2 separate regions of the Danio rerio genome follow, and region 1 is linked to region 2. Evidence: chromatin contacts called from public HiChIP or PLAC-seq data. All regions are on one chromosome and are shown on one strand. The core of a region is the stretch at or near the end of the contact, and the rest is flanking DNA. Distances in the headings are between cores, read along the strand shown. Region 1 holds the start of fbxw2 (F-box and WD repeat domain containing 2). Region 2 holds the start of m17 (IL-6 subfamily cytokine M17).

What was found. HiChIP or PLAC-seq counts read pairs in DNA pulled down with a chosen protein or histone mark.
Region 1: an H3K4me3 HiChIP or PLAC-seq map of gastrula embryo shows a contact between it and region 2, with 4 times the contacts expected there. The contact joins the promoter of fbxw2 here to the promoter of m17 in region 2. A contact is called at or near these places in 2 of 4 datasets of contacts at active chromatin or transcription factors (embryo and gastrula embryo).

What each region holds. Positions count from the first base shown.
Region 1 is chr5:33,011,568-33,014,267 of GRCz12tu, reverse strand. It overlaps fbxw2 (F-box and WD repeat domain containing 2), which reads left to right and starts at 1,263. Exons shown (of 7, transcript NM_001018165.1): 1 at 1,263-1,698.
Region 2 is chr5:32,772,391-32,775,090 of GRCz12tu, reverse strand. m17 (IL-6 subfamily cytokine M17) reads left to right here and starts at 1,377. Exons shown (of 3, transcript NM_001079833.1): 1 at 1,377-1,417; 2 at 1,680-1,831. The coding sequence starts at 1,381.

The DNA of each region.
Region 1 (2,700 bases), core at 14-2,513, 240 kb before region 2:
AAACAGAGTTGTCCCAGAGCAATCCTGATTGCATACTGCCCACCGCCTAGGCCTACTGTAACTAAGTAAAACTGGACCTGGAACAGAGCTGCCTATATTTATCATCAGGTTCTAAATGGTCAAGTTGCAAACTAACTATTACTTTTACTGTTTGTATGTGATATAATCTAAACACACAATTTTATTTTTTATAATTTGCACACAGTTTGAAACATTAAACATTGTCCTAGCCATTCAAAATTTAGACACTAGCTTAACTAAAAACAAAATTAATTATCAGCTAAATATTTACAGTTTTCAATTAGCCATTACTTTTTTTTAAAACCGTAAAGAAAAAAAACTAAAAGTTGTTATTCAGAAAATGTTAAAATATTTGTTAAATACAGTTTTCACTCATTTATTTTCTTTTCGGCTTAGTCCCTTTATTAATCTGGGGCCGCGAAAGCGGAATGAACCGTCAACTTATCCAGGATATGTTTTACGCAGCGGATGCCCTTTAAGCTGCAACACATCTCTGGGAAACACCCATACACTCTCATTCACACACATACACTACAGCGGATTGGACTTGATGTGCTTGGACTGTGGGGGAAACTGAAGCACCCGGAGGAAACCCAAGTGAACATGGGGAGAAGATGCAAACTCCACACAGAAATGCCAACTGGCCTAGTCGTGACTCAAACCAGCGGAACTTCTTGCTATGAAGTGACAGCACTAACAAGTGAGCCAGTTTTATTGTTATCAATTTCATTTTTTATTAAAATGTTATCATATTTTTATTATTTATTTAATTTTTATTTTTGCAGTCATGCATTTGTTAGCACATAACCTCGTACTTATTCAGATTTATTTAATTGCTATATCTTAGGTTATAATTAATTAAACAATATGACATACTAGTTACTATTATATGGATTAGTTATTATAAAAAGCTTTACTAAAAATATAAAAGACAAACCTTTAGCCACCCAGACCAGCAGTCTTTTATGACCGAACTGCTCAGTTTGCTGACATAATACGCCCTCTGGTGGCCATCAAACGAGCCGCGCCACATAAACAACATCTACTTGACTTTTAACTAATAGTATGTTAAAGCATCTATAAGCATGTAAGTTACATGCGTAAAGGCTAGGTAGTTTTGCATACAGTATTTGTGAACCTTAAACTCCATCATTGCCATGTTTTGAAAAGTGACAGGGGGTGGACACTCCCCCTGACTTCCGCCCGCTCGTGTCAAATTGCTCTTCCCTCAACTTCCTGTCGCTGTAATTCCTCATTGCTAACGGAGGCTCCCTTTTAGCCTAGCCAGCTAACTCCAGAGAAAAAAAAATACAGAAAAAACAGCAATGAACTTGCTTTAAATTCACGTATGATATTAAATTGTTAAATAATACAGTCGTAAACCGTGAACGATTATAGATCGATTACATTTTCTGAGTCAAAGCGTTTCCGTTAGATTCATACTGTACATAATAATGCTAGAGTGGGACTCTAGATGTTTAATTAATGGCAGCTGACGGGGAGATTTGCTCATTTTTGTTCATGATTAATGTTTTAATTGTCACCCGACTAATTCAGATTATGACTCGACTGTGAAAACGAAAGTTTCTCCTTTGTAGAGCGATATCGATTTGAGTTGACACCTGTTAGCTAGCGCGGCTAGCTAGCGCTCTCCTCGTACTGATTCTACTGGAAATGGTGAGTGCTTCTGCACTGCTTTATTTTATTGTGTATTCGCGAATGACGTTGGGTTTGTAAGATATGCTTGTATTGAATGGCGGCTGAGCCTGTTTTTGAGATTAACTTGATAAGATAGATTTTTGAAAAAGTCTGGCCTGCATGCTAGCTGATTTTTGGTAAGTGTGTTTGAAAGGCAGAGATATTCATTTCAGCTCAATGTTTTCTGTGTAAACTGCAGAGTGCTGTGTTAACATGTCAGCCAATCCGTCGTGGAGATCTCACCTTTTTCTCTTTGAGGCACAATCATACGTTTACAGTAATATTCAGGCTCTACAACAAGTACGTTACTAACGTTGCATCAGTATCTTGTTATATGCCACCAAGCAATATCAATGCAATATATTCAGTTTTAGGACTCTTGATACGTCTAAAAAGTCCTGCTTGATGATATGCTAAACACAAGTTGTTATGTTGTACTAAAAATTTAACTGCTATTTTTTTTCTCTCTCTTTTTTGCTTTAACAAAACAAAACAACAGACACTGACTAGAGATCACAAGTGCTCAGCATCACATTATCATCATCACAGCATAAACTGCACCTCAAAAAGAAGACAAAAAAAATACACAAAGTATTAATAATACAAGCATAGACTAATTAGCAAGGCTTAATGCTCATCTACAAAGGTTTTGCAAAATAGTACCTGATGTCCTGGGAGCTACATACTTACAGAGAAGATCTGATAAATGGTATACATTTTCTCCTTAGTTTGTGGGTAATATATTCCAATGACAAAAGATCAAATACTCTCTCTGCCATTCTGATACTGTTGTATACTGTGGTTTATAGGATATTCATTTAAGAAATGTATTTGTATGGGCAGCATAAAGTAAGGAGGTTAAACAACTTACTGTTTGCTGAACCCTTTAAATTAATGTCCTTAACTGAAAATTTTGAGGATGAAGGTCACGTCTTGTGGTAAATAAAAGATTTAATCTTCCACAAATCTGTTCCCAAAAGT
Region 2 (2,700 bases), core at 128-2,627:
AGAGGTTAAGAGAAATTATCTTTGATCTTCCTGACCCAAATATAAAACCCAGTCCTGTCTGCGTAAATGCTGCTGATTTAGCGCAGACACACTTCCAAAGAGTTGGCTGAAGTCGATAAAGATCAGATAGAGGTGTCTTGGGTACCGTTTTCAAGGCTTGGCTGTCACATCCACATCCTCAACCCTGGATGTTAAAACAGCAATAAATAAAATAAAATACAGGGAAATTGACCACACTCTGCATAAAAGAGCAAATGGTATACTACTAGTATATGCTCATTTTTTCTTCACTCTAATAGTGCACATTTTTGGTAAGGATCGTGGAAAGTACCAGGTACTGAGCTACTATTACCTGTGTTTTGCTGAGAAGACACCGATTTCCCCTGTGGCACAGCTTACCACATCAGTGTCACGCTTGTGCATGAAAAGACAAACGCCTTACCCAAGAAAGTACATTTATTTGTCTAAGCCTACGGATGTATTTTTACAAATGTGGCTGTGAGATCAGCCTTTCTTTGGTACACTATGGTAAATATGTGCTAAGCGCAAGCTTTCGGCTCTGGGGTTTCCCTTGCAGTCATAAAGGGTCAAAATAAAGCTTAGCTCAGTTTTTGTCCACTTAAGTCATCCTGCATGCAACATGCAATGACATCACACAGAAGCTGGACAAGAGCACAGCAAGATCTGTCATTTTCCTTCCTTGTCCGATAGGTGACTGAAATTCCCAATGTTGTGTCTTTTTTTTTTGCGTCAAAAGATTAAAAAGTTGCTGAAAATCTAGAATTGAGAAACTACCTTCCTTATGACGGTGCAAGACCACTTCCTGATGAACCAATGGGCATAAAGTTCAGAGTAAGGGTGGAAAGAGTGCTGTGGTGGATGATAGATCCTTTTTAATTTGAATAGCTTTGTGTGGCATTGTGAAATTCAGGGCAATGTTAACGAATGATGATAAACAAAATGTATACTTGAACATCTTGCTAATACTAATGGTGTTAAATAAAACACCAAAAATTCACCAAAATTCTTCATTTTAGATATTTAGATTTTAGAAATGATCAAATCAATTGTATTTTGATATCAGACGGCAATTAGCTACAAAGAGACACCATTGCTCAACCCACCCATAGTCAAGCATTCACACAAACCTGGGCGGCAACAAAAGGAGGAGGGAACATTACACATAGTACATGTGATAATGAAGACGCAAAAAGAAAAAAAAATATTCTGGGAACTCTTGTTGCCTCAGAAAGCCGGCCGCGTCATTTCCTTCCAATGACAAATGTGTGGTTTCAGTCTTTAAAAACTTTTTCAGAGTTGTGATCATGACCAGTTTGAAACGTTGTCTGTGAACGGAGAATGAACTGTCATGTCAGGAACATGCTCTGCCTGTCTCAGAGATTGCAAGTCAAATTCAGTAAGTATTACCGCCACACTGCACACTCAACAATACGCTCATAGTCATGCTCAACTATTGTCAAACATGGATAGACTGTTGATATTAATTCATTTGATCAATAACTCAAAACACATATGCACATTGATTTACTTGTGTTGATTATATGTGCATTAAAGGATTTTAGTGAATTCGAAACTAAAGGCATGAATGGCTGCGCTTTAAAATATGAATACTTTTTAACTTGAGCTTAGCTAATTTCTGAATGTTTTTTTTATTACAGGAGCATACTTCGCTATCATAATCTTGATTGCCGTTCAGTTAGTGCAACCAACAATGTCATGCAAGAACGAAAACTGCAGCCAGCGTCTTCACCGAAGTCTGAAGCTCAACAAGTTTACAAACAAGATGACAGTGAAGCTCTTGGACATATATGTAAGTGCTTTTTCTATAGTTACTTTTTGCAAATGGGGTTCACGTCAGTGGTCTTAAATCAGTCGTGATTGGTACATGAAAGGAGAAATGCTCTGACAATATAATCCTAATATGGTCAACAGATGCATGGGTGGTTTCCACATCCAATAAGGCGACTCCTTCCATTGATAAAATTGGGTTGTTTTGAGAGTGGGTGGGAGTAGGTGGGAACTGTAAATTTAGCTCTTTGGCTGTATATGTACTGTCCTGACTAGACAAGGTTTTGAAATGAGTCGCACAAAGGCATAGCTCAATGTAAATATGGTTCATGTGTGGGTCATGCAGAAAATAGTCATGACGATGAATCAATGGAATCAATGACAAAGTGGGTTTGTAATAAAACTGATTGATACAAAGCAATATAATAATATATTAAAAATATAATTCTTATAATTTTTTGTGAAGAATCAGAATTTCTTCATTATTATAGATGTTGTAACACTGTCTAAATAAAAAAAAGAGTGACATTTTTAAATGCATAAACAATTGTGTAGTTAGGTTAAGCTCTAAGCATGTTTTGATTTCGAGTTCTGAATACAAATTTATTTTAAAAGCCTTATGCCATGTCCTAACCACCTGCGATGGGACACTGTGATGCGATATAAGCTATCTTTTACACATTAATTGGAGTTTACATATTAATTGGAGTCCTAACTATCAATAGCAACGTCATGCAAAATTTGTATTATAGAAATGATTTGCATTTATGTGATATTGTGGCATAAACTACTATGACACTGATGGCCTCAGGTACTGATTATAGTGCTTTATTCAGCATTAAAAGTTACTACTATGACTTTAAGTGTCAATTTACATGACATTTATTGCCA